2 separate regions of the Rattus norvegicus genome follow, and region 2 is linked to region 1. The links are chromatin contacts, called in public Hi-C maps. All regions are on one chromosome and are shown on one strand. The core of a region is the stretch at or near the end of the contact, and the rest is flanking DNA. Distances in the headings are between cores, read along the strand shown.

Region 1 (7,304 bases), core at 2,161-4,660:
TCAGCTGAAACACCCTCATTCAGGGCTAGCTGTACTGTGCTTCTCAGGTAAGGTCCAGGGTCTGATTTCCTGAGTGCTAGAGCAGGTGAGGAACAGGACCAGCTCTCCACCTCATGTGGGCAGCACAGTAGAGCTGACCCTGGGAGGAGGGGGGGTTTGGGGAGAGGGGTTTGAGCATGGATGAAGTTGGGAGAGCTGGCCCCACCACTTATCTGATTTCCAATGACATGAGCAAAGGAGAGATGACCACCTCCCCTCCCACCCCTGTACCCTGTCCCTTGCCACCTATGGCAGCAAGAGAGATGGCTTCAGAGTTTTATACAATGCAATTTAATTTTCCAAAGTACCATAAATAGCAAGTAGGATTATCTCCACTTGATAAAGACTGAAGAAGGGAAAATCAATAATCTGTCTAAAGTAACATAGAAGAAATGGAATAGAAAACTAAATCAGATCTCATTTATTTTAAATATTTTTCCACTTGACTCTGTAATTAGAAGGGCTCTGTCAGGCAGCTGAAAGGAAGTCTGGGGATGATGAGGACAGTGGAGAGGAGGACTGGCGTGGGAAGCACAGTATTGAATTAATGGTACATGTGTCAATTTCCTGCTCGTACTGTGCTTTTATAAAGAGTCAGGTCCATGTGGTCAGTTCTTTATTCACTCAATAAACACTCATTAAAAATCTACACTGTGAATATGTGTTTTTACAGGCGCTGAGGATCCATTAGTAGGAAGAAATATCACAGGGAGGCGGCAGTGCCATCTCTTCTTGTTTCTCAGCCCCAAGTACAGCAGGGGCCACACAGTAGACAGTCAATGATCATCATGGATTGATGATCTAGAATTATCTATAGAATTATCCAGAGCTGAGCTATAAGCCAATGTATCAACTAGTGTCTAGTCTGTAAACTTCTGATTTCAGGTTTCTGTTCTGTTTTAGGTAGTTTTTGTTTTGGTGGGTGGGGCTTGATGATACCACCCCAAACAGCACACCACTAGATGGAATGTGTTGCTTAGCAGCCCCGTGTAGCATAATCTGGGAGAGAGTTTGAAGTAATGTCAACTGAATTTTTATACACAAATCTTGGAAATGAACTAAGCTCAAGTTTTCTTCTTTGCTTCTAGGTCTGTGTTTTACAGACAGCTGAATGCCTTTCACTTGTTTCCTGAGTGCATTAGTCTGGACACTTGTTAAAAGTAAGTCTTTCATTGTTCCTGGGATGAAATGAGACCTAATAACAGTCTAGAACATTTTAAAATAAATATATGGTGTCATGAGAAGCAAGTTTATTTAATGTATTTAATTAAACAATAATCTATGAGAAATTTAATTTGCCTCATTAATATTATAAGCCAACAACATAAAGAATTACAGTAGTGACAAAATGTTTTACTACCAGTTGACATTTGTTCTGTTTTTGGTTTAGGGTTCTTTCATTTGTTTGTTTGTTTTGCTTTTGTCTTAGAGGCAGCATTTTATCCTTTAGTCCAGGCTAGCCTCAATCTCCTGGCAATCCTTTTATCTCAACCTCCCAAGTGGTGGGAAGATGGAGAGAATCACATGTGGTTAACAGTCATTGACATGATTATTAACAATATTGAAACATTATTTGAAAAGGACAATGGTGTAGCATTGATTTTGCAGCTTGATACCTTTGAGTTTCACCCCATGCTTCCTATACCTTTCCTTCAGAAAGAGGAGGGGGAGACAGTATTACCACTGTTCATGCTCCAGAATTTTAAGAGGCAATTGTTAGCCTTTTAAGAATTTCCAATACCTGCTTATGTGCAATGCTCACCGCCATTTGCCAAGTTGAGTAGGCCACTTATAAAAAATTTGACATGCAGCCCTTGCCCAGGCAAGGAACACCCCTTATAGTCATTACCGACATTTTATAGTGAAGACAATGCTCTCAAGACCATGTGGTTATAGGAGGCCTGACTTTCCAGCAAGGGGTCCTTCTACAGCAGGTGAAGGAATGGTTCCTTAGAAAGGGAATTTGTAAAACCATTATATTCTAATGATAAACACAGTTATTAGGGATTGTTATTCAAAACTGGAACAGGATCTAAGGTATTCAGTATAATCCTTGTACTTACTTGTTACCTCTTTCCCCTAAAATTTACAAAATGATAAAGTCAGATCTGTCTCTCTGTCTCTTTCTCTGCCTCTGTCTCTTTCTCTCTCTGTCTGTCTCTCTGTCTCTGTCTGTCTGTCTGTCTCTCATTCAGCACTGCAGAAGGCATTTCTCATTTTCCTTCTGTGCTCCCAACGTCTGCTGTTCACTTGGCCCCTGTGCACTCATCAAACCGAAGCTTCCTAGGAACAGGATGGTGCTTTCTTTGTCCCCGTTGCCCTGGCTGTAGGGGAGATGAATCAACAGTTTAACAGAGGTACTTTGACTGTTAACAGGCCGGATCTTCTGAATGCACATTGGCAAGCTTTTCAACGTTTATTGAACACTTAATTGGTGTCCTAGGCACCTAGAATAAAACGTCCATGATAAGTAGATAGTATATATGTTCCCAGAGCTGCCTTGGTTTAATGCTCTGTGGTTATTAGTCACATGCTATAGCACACATGTACACTGCTATGAGGCCATCAGTGGAGACCATGAGATGCCTCTTACCTCAGACAACAACAAATCACATCCTTTTGTGGAAAAAGAAAGAAAAAACAAACAAACAAACCAGGCTGTGTCCATGCATGGAAGTTTGTGAGGTGAGCATCACCTCATCTTAAATTCAGGATGTCTGACTTCATATAACACAGAGGAAAGTTCAGCAAAGCATAGATGAAGAACAGGAGAATGTTCTAAAGAGAATAAAATACTTGACCTTCCCCAGATGGAATGGGGCCATTTTAGACAGGACAACTTTGCGATATTCTGAACTTGAGACTGTTCATGAAGTTTAGCTTCCTTCTCTACACTTCTAGAACAGATGGCTGGGGCACATGCCTGTTCTTACGAGACTGTAAATGCTGGCCACCGGTATGTCTACTGTTTCCCTCTCCTTTCTCAGTTGTTTGCTATTCCTCCCCTTCCAATAATCTTTCATAAAGATCTAGAACGACAACATATGAAGTTTCTCGTGGATCCATATACTTGTACTGTCAAAATAACATTTTATCTCCCTGACTCAAAGGTGGAGTGGGAAAAAAACCTTCACATCACAACAAACCCCAACACATTCAAAGAAACCCAGGAGGGAAGATAGCATTGGGAATCATATTGACATATAATTACCCTGTTTACAACCTCTCCGACGTCTTTTCTCACAGAAAAATGCAGATTTGGAAACAAAGCAAGAAAAAGATGCCAGAAAAGCGCTGGCAAGGCTCTGACCACGGCCTGCTTAGGAGGGTGCAGAGGGAGAGAAATGTGTTTGCAATTAGGACTGACCAGAGCAGGTCGGATTACATCTGCACAGAGCCAGGCTGAAGAGCATTCCAGGGTGAGCTTGTCCTGTGGGCCTAAGTGGATAAAAAGGCAACTCAGACTAGAGCCATTACGAGGAAATAAATGCCCTTTCCCGTTCACAGCTACTCTCAGGCTGCCCTTTGCTGGCTCGTTCTTTCTCCTTGAATGAAGAGGAGTAAAATCACTATCATTTCAGACCTTCTTATGTTATACAGCTCACACGGGTTTTATGCATTTTCCCTACTTGGTCACGGACTAAGAAAAGGGAAATAAAATGGTTGTTGTGTACTGGTTTCGAACTGGTTGCGTGTGGATTGCAGGATGACCAGAGGTTATTTTAAAAAGGTCCCATCAAGACCTGGAAGGAGCCAGTGTCCTGTCGGCCCACCCTGCAGCATCTGCATTAGTTCTGGTCACCCAGCACCCACCGCAGCTCTGCCATCCATGTTGACCTGGTTGTTCTCCAGGCATAGCACGTTATTGTTTTCTCCAAAGAATTCAAACCTGTTCAGCTTTCTTCCCGTTTCCACCATTTCCTAACATAAAAATGCCTCTCAGAGTCTGCTGCCACTCCCGCAGTCAAGGAACAAAAACCTAAAACAAACTTAGCCTGGATTTTTGAGTTGGGTGAGGATTGTGCATGTCTTGCTCAATTCAGTGACGGTAGCACTCCATTCTCCCTCAAATGAATAGACAGAGTGACAGCCGGTGAGACATTCATGCCCTCCACCCAATGCCTTGATCATCCCTCGTTCACATTTTCCACATCAGTCTTGTCTTACTGTATTTTATATTTCTTGGATTAAATACTAAGAGTTGAAATGCTGTTACTTTGTAGGGCATCTCTCTGGAAAGGACTTAAAGGACTTTTGCAACTTCAAGCACAAACACAAATAAACACACACACACACACACACACACGCACACACACACACACACACACACGCGCGCGCGCGCACATGTGCGCACGCATGCATACAGCACCACACATGTACAGCACATACACACCTCATACTACACACACAGTACATCCCCTGCTACCAGAGTTACCATCTAGGCAATGATGAAAACATCAACATAACCCATTTTTAAAGAGTTAGTGATTCTCTCTCACTCTTGCTTCAGCTGAAAATTTATCAGGGCCGTTGCTCGACTGAGAAGAATCTGTTTTAGCTACCAATGTTGGGTTTCTACAAATAAACAGGTCTTAAAATTCATAAATATTCCTAGGTGGGTAGTTGCAACTTGGCACTGATCTTATTCTTAGGTGATTTGTCTAAAGCTATGGATTAGTGGCCAGCAGGGCTCTCTGCGTTGCAAAATTCTGCATCTGTGCTGTGATGTATTCTCTCTCTTTCTTTGATTGGAATCCAATCTTTCTTGATTCAGAGTCCATGTTTAAGCCTGTGTCATGGCTAAGACAAGCAGAATCTGGGCCCTGGGACCCAATCCTGTGCATGTGTTTGGCATATTCTTCTAGCTCCCACAGTCTTTTGATGGTGTCATAGACAGTTGGGAAAGAGTAGTGAGAGGGGATGTTAGTGTGCCCTGTCTCATTCACATCAGAAAATGGGATGTTCTTGATGGCCCTTATAGAGCCATTCCAGAAGTCAACCTTAGACGAGACAACAATGCACCTCAGGTTTATATGTACATATATGTGCATGTATATATGAAATGGATTCAAGGCTGGTAGCTTCCCAATTAGTTATGGATGAGCCTTCATTTCTGGTGATCTACTTTTAAGGAGTCATTCTGAGGGAACACTGTCTGTCTTTCTAGCTAACTGGCTCAAATGATGAGACTTTGTGTCACCTGGATTGGTTCTTTGCACCTGCCAGTGTGGCCTTCTCCCCTTACCGGCCAACTTTCCCTCTTAAAATGTTTCATTTTGAAGAATTACCTTTGAAAAGAGTTTCATTCCTATATAAATTCAGTATCCTACCAGTGTAACTCTTGGTATAATTGAGGCTAATTTTCTCTTTAAAATTGTAATTTAAATATTGTGGGCTTAAAACTTGTCTCCCCTGAAAATGAACTCATTTTGGATCAGTCTTTTTTCCTCCTTGAATACTAAGTAGCAACCCTTTTGTTTCATGATTTTTGTGCTCATGATTTAGCTTCCTTTCACACCTTCTTAAATGAGGTGACTATCTTGATTTTGGTGGATACCTGCTGGTGGATATGGATTTTCATTGTCTGGTTGAAGGACGGAGGATGAGTGGGACCGTGTATCTTTCTTGAAAGCTGTTAGAGCAATGCCAGGAGCAAATGAAGAATGCTGACTCTAACTGCTGCTTGCTGACAAATTTCAGGGACTGATTGAATATTTGCATGATGTGACTGTAGTCCTGGATAATGGTTAGGTGGCAGAGGAAGAGCAACCCTGCCTGCCTTCCTTTCAGAGGCTGACAGAAGAGACACAACAAACATTAGACTTAGCACTACTGTAATGCAAAGATACAGTATCTTTCCTCCAATGATTCATTACTCTCTATTCTAAAATTTAACTACATTTGTATAAAGTGATAACGTCACAGAGTGCTTGGGCTTTTCACATTGATGCTGCCTTTGCCTTGCCATGCAGTCACGCATTATTTCCAAGAGAAATTCACAAACCAAACTGCTATCAGTTAGGTTGTTTGGGACAGCTCTGGGTATTTGATTGTGCTCTTGCAGGGATGGCGTAGAAAGCAGAACAAGGGGGTGCTTTGGAATGTCAGCAAGAATGCAGTTTCTAGATAACCAGAGCTTCCACCTGCCAGTACTTTCACATCTTAAGAGTATTGATAAAAATCGTTCCAAACAATATAACAATTTCCTGCTTTCTTGAATAGAACAGATTCCTTTTTGAGCCAGGGATATTGTCTTAGGGTTTCTATTGCTGTACTAAGGTACAATCCAAAGCATCTGGGGAGGAAAGGATTTATTTAGCTTATAGTTCCATACCATAGTCCATAGCTGAAGGAAGTCAGGGCAAGAAGTCAAACAAGGCAGGAGCTGAAGGAAGCAGAGACCATGGAGGGGCACAGCTTACTGATTTGTTACCCGTGGCTTTGCTCAGCCTGCTTTCTCCTATATCCCAGAATGAGCCGCACAGAGGCTGTGCTGTCCCCAGGGAGCTGGATCCTCCCACATCAACCATCAATCAAGACAGCATCACACAAACTTCTGGTCAAGTTTATGAAGCGTTTCCTTAATAAAGATTCCCTCTTTCCAGAAAAGTCTAGGTTTACGGCAAGTTGACAAAAGCCAACTGGTGTAGATAATTTAACGATGTTGCCAATCCTAGAGCACGAGGAAGGCTTCTGTTGTATGTTACTTATAATTTATATCCCAAGTACTCCTTAAATGACCTTGAAGTACAAATACAATAAAATTATGTACAATGGGTGAGGTTATGTTGTCTGGCAAGTGTCAAGGGTAAAGACACGTTTTACATTGAAGCAGGATGCACACATTTTCAGGATGAGGGGGCAAACTGGATCTCTTGTTTTGAAAAAAAGAAAGAGAAGTTGTTGCAAATATTCTTCTTTATTTGGAGCTGTTTTCCACCAATGTGGAGGTGTCCTAGGAGAGACATTTGCTGATGTAGCTACAGAAGCATAGATGAGCTCACTCCATTTGAAACACCAGTGTCAGTCAAGCAAACACCTTTCTCAATAACCAGATGTCACATTCCCAGAATCCTGTCTCTCTTCACCAGCTCTGCCTTTGGAGTATTTCTCAACTCTCTCCTTCACTCAGTGAGTGTCTTCATCACTGTCTCCAAAGTCATAAACATTCATACCATCTCCAAATCTCAACTGCTTCCCTCTACTGTCTAAGCCTCTCTGGTCTTGCTTTTCCCCCCTCTATAACCAACCCAAGCCTTTCCTGC
Region 2 (7,304 bases), core at 2,818-5,317, 59 kb before region 1:
TACTTCATAACTGTAATCTTGCTACTGTTAGGAATCAATATGCAAATATGTGACATTCAGCATATCTGACATATTACCTCTGTGAAAGGATTGGTTCAATCTCCAAAAGGTTCGAAACCGAAACCCACAAGTTAGAAGCCCTGGGAGAAGAAATCTTTTTTTTTCAGCCATGTTAATGTAAAGAACATGCATCTGACTCATCCCCTAGTTGTTTCTAGAAGCAGCAGGTTGGGCATACTTCACTGAAAAACACTAAGAAGTACAGAAAGGTGTAAGGAAGACAAGAAAACTCCATTTCTGTCCTGCTACCCAGAAATAACTATTTATAGCATCATGAAGTTTCCTTTTACAAATTCCCCCCCCTCAAAAAAAATCTTGTCTTTAAGAAAATTGCACAAAAAAATGAAGGTAGTATTAATGGCTGGTCTGCATTTTTTCATTTGCAATTGAGCTGCCTTCTTTCTGGTTCAGCTGGGGCTACATTCCACTGGTTTATGTCATTCCCCTTCTACCTTTTAATATGCAGGTTACATTAATTCGCACAACTAACATGAGCCGTTTGTTAATATTGTCTGAATTCGTTCAACATCTCCTTAGGTGTTCCCTCTCCGACTGCACTAGCCCATGCGCACTTCTGTGGTATATGTATCTTGTCAAAGAAGGTGGTGGCGTCTTATCTACTTTCTGGAAGCGGTAATGGAGCCCCAACACTCAGTTTCCCTGCTTAACAGCATAAAGGCAAACATCTTTGCTTGATTATTTCTTGCGATAAATTTCTAGGAGCTGAATTACTAGCCCAAAGAAGATGCACATTTTAAAGGCATTTGCTGAACACTGCCGGGCTTAACAGTCAATTCATTAACCCTCCCCCCACCACCAACACACACACACACACACACACACACACACACACACACCCTATCACTGCTATATACCATTACTCTATACATTGTTTACCAAACAGATAGTTTGAAGCATGATATGCTATCTTAATTTGCAGGATTTTAATACTAAGGAGGTTGAATATTTCTTACAGCTCCCTCTCTCTCTACCTCCACACAGGAATGATTGGTATGTGGTCTTTCTGTGAAATTCCTGGAGGAGTATTACGCAGTGCAAGCCTTGGGCGAACCAATTGACTTGGTTTATTTTTATAACAATATTAAGTTTCTCGAAGGTCAAGGCCTTGTCAGTGATGAGCCGGTGTCCTGCACTTACCCTCGAATGTGCTGAAGAACCTAGGGAAAGCCATTTGACAACTCACAGATAATTAGAAAAAGAAAGGGTGCCACGGGCTGAGAATAAGCTTCCAGGACTGGAGTTTGCAGCCAGAGCACCATAGTGATGTCTGGGAGACATTGACTTTTCGAATCATGATGTCAAAGGTGTCTAGCAAAATGGCGGACTTATCCACGTGTGGCAATCTACTCTTTAGGGACAGGAGAGGGCTCACAAGAACCTGTGTTCCGATCCCCAACACTCACCTATGTCAGGCATGCGCCTCCCCGTACTTAGCCCCTTATTTGCTGAAGTGAGCAGAAGCAGGTAGAGCCCTGGAGGTTGTTGGCCCTACAGCTGTGCTAAAATAAAATTGTAGACGTGTGTATAAGATATAGAGCGATAAAGCAGGGCACCTGATGTCCATCCTGCTGTGTTCCCTGCACACTCAAATGGGTGTGTGCATTGACACAGCACACACACACACACACACACACACACACACACATCTATTAAAATAATTAACACAAAATACATTGACTTATTAAGCATGTGTTTGCATGTTAGAAGATTGGACTTAGATGTGAAGTAGTAACATAGCTATTTCTTCCCCACGTATCACATGTTCTTTCACCTCTGCTTTGTCTTGTCAAGAGTGAGCTAGTCTCCTGCTTGTGAGGGATCTGGTTTCTTCTCATTCATAAGACCACTTGGTATTCTCAATACTTGGAAACGTAGCCGTTCCGGTAGGTGCTTCATGAGGGATTCAGTCTGAATTTCACAGTGGCCGCTGATGTCCAACTCATTCACGTGCCATTTGTATTTCCCATTTGGGTCAGCACCTGCTCTCGGTCTTTGCCCACTTTAAAGTGGAAATGTTTTATTTAAAAATTTACATTCATTTATTGATTACGGTTTTGTGAGTGGGTGGGTGGGTGGGTGAACATACCACAGTGCATGAGGACCTCTAAGAACAATTTGCAGGAATCAGTTCTCTTTTTGCATCCTGAGGATTGACATCTGGTTGTCTGTCAGTCAGGTTGGTGACAGGTACCACTACCCACACACTGCCTCACCGGTAGAGGCTGCTTTCATACTGTTGGGGTTTGAGAATCCTTCGTGTTTTCTGGATATGAGCCAGATATGTAATTTATAGATGTCTCCCCACCAAGATTTCCTCCTATTCTGGTCCCAATGCCTTTCCTAAAGTAACATTTTTAACCCCCCTGCAGTCTCGGGATTGATCTTGACTGCCTTGCACATGCTGGTTGGTGTTCACTCTCAGCTTCTTGATCATCTCAGCCCCAAAATATATAATATAGATAATGTATGGGCTGTGGCTGTGTCTTGAGGTCCTTCTCAGGTTAGCTCTCTAGCAGATGAAACAAACAAACAAAGAAGAACGAAAAATGATTTACTTTTAAAAACCCACACAAGAGAGATGGAGAGATGGCTCAGCAGGGTGTGCTGTCCTTGCAAGAGGACCTGAGTTTGGTTCATTGCACCCACTATGGCGGCTCGTGACTGCCTATAACTCCACCTCGAGTACTCTCTTCTGTCCCCCTTGCACACTGCACTCACGTGCAGTACCCTCCCACAGAAACGTACTTTTTAAAAGTCTTTAAAAAAAGATCGGTACAATGTGTGGTATGTTTAGTACGTATTTTTATCCACAAGTAGTTCTGAGCCAGGAGCCTTAGGAAGGCAGACCCCGCCTCTGATCGGCTAGCTTTGCATTGCCTAGCCTATTATGGGATGCTAGAGTGTCATCCCCAGAAGGCTCTTAGAGGCCAGGTGGTAAACAGGGGGCCTGTGGGTCAGCAGCGTCAGCCCTACCTAGGAGCGGGTAAGAATTTCAAAGCCTGGACCCTACCCCAGGTTAGAATTTGCATCTTAATGAGATCCCCAGGTGCACATTAAAGTTTCTGAAACACAACTGTTCAGCTCATCTGGTTTTTCCTCAGATTTTCAAACAAAAGAAACCGCAGTCCAGAGAGAGAGAGAGAGAGAGAGAGAGAGAGAGAGAGAGAGAGAGAGAGAGAGAGAGAGAGAGAGAGAGAGAGAGAGAGAGAGAGATCGAGGACAAGAGCCAGGGAGAGAATCTGACCCTCTTACTTTATGGCATGTGTGTAGGACCACCAACCACCCGCCTCCACCATCCGGATGACAGCGACAGCCTAGACTACCCTCCTCTCATTCTCGCCTCTGAGAGAGCAACCACATTCTTCATCAGGAAGAGAATAGTCTTTTTTGAGTCTTCCTCCAGAAACCCCTCCCTCCCTACGTACTCCCAGTATCCTCTAAGGATACTCAGCTTTCAAAATGCAGACCTCCAAATTTTCGTAATAAAATGAACTAAAAACTCTTTGGGGAGGAAAGTGATTTTCCCGTTGCATTTGTTTACTCTCGGCGAGCTCCTGAGACGGCTAACACACTAGTTGTTAATCACACCATCTGTTCAAACGGCACCGTGGAACCATTACGCTCATCCTTTCTTCTTTTTATGGAAGAAAAAAATTTTTTCAGAACAATATGTTTGCGTCTGTGATGCTCCATCACCTGGCAGAGCTGTGTAAGCTATTTAAGCTTTCCGGTTGAAAATAACTTTCAATTGGCAAATACGTATTTTTTTAATGTTCATATATCACATACACAGACCAAAAAAAATATGTGTTTTCTGACTTTCTAAACACGGGAAACGCTAAAAGATAAAAAAAAAAATCTGTTAAAGACTATGCTGTCAAAGTTTTAAGCATCTGATTATATTTAAATGAAGCGTTCAGGGACGATGATTTATCTGACCCGGAAAATATTTTCCGCCTTGGCCCTGAAGATGGCAGTGCTGTGCAGTTTAGAACTGCTCTTCGCTCCCCGCCCCCGCCTCACCCCCCCCAAAGGAATTTCTGGAATGGCAGAAAGTGGGGGAGGATCTTCCAGATTTGAACCTTCTAACACTTAGCGCAAACCTCTTCTGAACCCAGGGACAATCTGGTTTGTCTTTCAGTCTCTTTGTTTTTGTTTAAGACTGTACCCCATTCGTTTCCTGTTTCCAGTCGGAATAGAAATGGGACCAGTTGAACGATTATTCCCGTATCGCGGGAAGCCAAGGAAGGGACTAGAGTTTACAGAGAAGCTGGTTTGCACAAGCCTGCTTCTTGTTGTTGTTTTTAATTCGAACAAAGGCTCTACCCAAGATAAACTGAATACTAGAGATTTTGAGAGCCCACTGGGACCACATCTCTGGCAGCCCCCTCCCTCTCCTAACTCAGGACGCCTGGTGTCGCATTCTTTACATTTCATTAGCAGGGGCTGGAAGAGTTGGTTTGGAAAGTATACAGGCCTCGGGCCATATAAACCAAAGGCAGGCTCTTGTCCCTGTCATTGTGAGGTGTCGGCTTAGAGAGGTAAGAGGCATGTATATGTCTAACTTTGGGGACTCTTAAAATAAGGTTATTTAACTAGCCAGAAAAGGTTTATTGAAAACAAGTATATGAGGTCTCTGATATGACATTCTGTCACAAATAAATCAGTAGTGGTTATGTACTGAGAGCCAACTTCCCCCACCCCCACCATGGCAAATGGTTCAGCAGTATCTAATTTAATCTTCCCCACCGCTGCCCAAGGCAGACACAACACCATTTACTGGTGTTTTTTGCCTTTATAGGAGGAAACTAAGGAACAATGCTCGCAAGAAGTGTCTGACAGAGTCATGAGACTTTAAAGCTTTTTATTTTATTTTATTTTATTTTATTTTTTAGATTAAGCTTTGAACTCCTGAAACATTCGTCACCTTGTATTTTGGTTCAGTGGATAAATAACAAAATATTAAGCCTTTATCAATGGAGCATATGTTGGTATTCTATTTAAGCTCCACCCCCACAGCTACCTGGCAGCAGCCAGGTATGCTCCACCCCACAGTTGCCTGGCAACAGCCAGTTGTGCCTGATGCTATAAAAGGGGCTGCTTGCTCCCTCTCCTCCTCTTACCCCCTCTTACTCTCTCTTACCCTCTCCCACCCCTCTTGCTCTTTGTTCTTCTCTGTTCTTGCCCCCATTACCCCCTCCACGTGCACATGGCCCGCCGCCTTTCCGCTCTTCTACTCTTCTCTCATTAAACCTCTCCACGTGGAACCATGGTGGCTGGGTGTGTTCTGTCCGGGCACAGGCAGATTTGAAAACCTAACAGCATATCTGGTACCCATTTAATGAGAACAGAAAAGGAGAGGCCAGGACTCTAGTATCTCTTTCTACCAAGTGCTACACGTTTGCAGAGAAACCAGGCCCCCAGAAAGCACACCTGTTGTTTTGAAAAGAAAGGAGGAGGAGGGGGTTCTAGATAGAAGAGTGTCCGACTAGGCATCTTAATCTAATGCCACATCTTCAAAGATGAGGGAAATTTAAGATTCTTTCCCCATCTTCTTTCAAAACTTTCACTTGGGCTTTTGAAAGTCAAAGCACCCCCCCACCCCCATCCATCTTCTATTACAAAACAATCATCTCTCTTTGATGTGTTTATAAAAAGATAAAGAGAGTAGGGCTATGTTCTATGGATGTGTGGTGAAGTATGGGGGACGGGGGTGCCTCGGTGGGCCCGTGCCTCGGCATCCCTTCCCCCTAAGGGACCAGCCACAGAGGACAGTATAGAGTTTATTCAGAAGGGTATAGGGAGGGAAGTGAAGAGCGTAGTAGAGTCAGAGAAAGGCAGAGAGAGAGAGAAAGAGAGAGAGAGAGAGAGAGAGAGAGAGAGAGAGAGAGAGAGAGAGAGAGAGAGAGAATGAATCACCATGCTTCTGAGGGAGAAATGGTGACTAGCCATGTAAGATGTCTGGAGAATTGGCCATAGGCTTCCATGAGCACGTGGAGGGGGGGAATGGGGAGAGAGCGGGAGCAGGAAGACAAGAGCAAGAGAGTGAGGAGAGGGGCATGCATCCCTTTTCATAGTGAGTAAGGCATACCTGGCTATCCCCAGGTGACTGTGGGGCGCAGCCTAGACAAAATGCTAACACTCTCCCCTCCTCTTCTCTCCTGGCCCCTCCTCCATTTCTCTCCTCTCCTCTTCTCTCCCTTCCCCTTCTTTCCCCTTCCCCTATCCCTCTCACTAAGAGTGCAAAGCAACTGGGATGGAAGGTGAACGATAAAAGCACAAGGATAGTATATCGGTTAGTATTTCAAAATTATTATTACGACGGGAGGGAAAGCCGTGTTTATCCTTCTCCCACAAATGCCTTGGGCGGAACAAGTCGTACAGAGATTAGATGTAGCTCTAATTGGAGGCTGCTGAGGATAACTGGAGGAGCCCCCATCCAAGTCCTCTCAGTGGGAAATGGCTCCTTTGTTAAGGATCTAAGTTCTCTTAAATTTTTTCCTAGACTTTTGCTTTGAATAAAGATCAGATCAATCTGGGCATTTAAGACCTTGAAATGAAAATTTCTTCCTGGCAAGTGTGCCAGGGAATGTTGTTTCTTTTCTTTTGAGTCCTTCCTTCAGAATCTATCTTAAATTGACGTTATATCTCCAGATTGTTGGAATTCTGTCTAAGCTCCAACCCCACAGCTACCTGGGAACAGCCAGGTATGCTCCGCCCCACAGTTGCCTAGCAACAGCCAGCTGTGCCTGACTATATGCGGGGCTACTGCCCCCTCCTCCTCCTCTCTTATTTCTCTCTTACTCTCTCTTACCCTTTGTTCTTCTCTGCTCTTGCCCCTCACCCCCCCTCCCCTACCACATACCCATGACAAGTCGCCTTTCCTCTCTTCTACTTTTCTCTCATCAAACCTCCCCACGTGGAACCATGTTGTCTGGGTGTCTTCTGTCCCAGCTCGGTCCGAGATTCGAAACCCTAACACAAATCTTCCCTGATCATTCCAACCAGTGTTGTTCACTGCCCTTCTCCAGTATCCACAGAGTTTACACTTTAGCATTTGGTTCCCTTTCAGTTCAGAAACCTCTTTAATACTGCTAACTTTTATTCTCTCTTCCAAGTCAATAAAGTGTAGGGCTGGTGTTTGTGTCATTTTGTTTTTATTTTTGTTTTTGTCTCCTCTAAAGCATCATCTTGCAGGGGATGAGTATCATTTCATTTTGAGA

Evidence for each region. A called contact is a pair of places that touch in the nucleus more often than the background predicts.
Region 2: a contact with region 1 is called in a Hi-C map of psoas muscle, with 2.9 times the contacts expected there. The contact joins two enhancer-like sites. A contact is called at or near these places in 3 of 12 Hi-C or Micro-C datasets (the A7r5 cell line, kidney and psoas muscle).

Annotation. Positions count from the first base shown.
Region 1 is chr3:66,265,822-66,273,125 of GRCr8, reverse strand. No RefSeq gene overlaps it. Among named protein-coding and RNA genes, the nearest start is that of Tank, 250 kb to the left of the region's middle. Within about 2 kb of position 3,410, at least 8 of the 93 cell types and tissues checked have an H3K27ac peak or open chromatin away from gene starts, as enhancers often do.
Region 2 is chr3:66,325,569-66,332,872 of GRCr8, reverse strand. No RefSeq gene overlaps it. Among named protein-coding and RNA genes, the nearest start is that of Tank, 190 kb to the left of the region's middle. Within about 2 kb of position 4,067, at least 21 of the 93 cell types and tissues checked have an H3K27ac peak or open chromatin away from gene starts, as enhancers often do.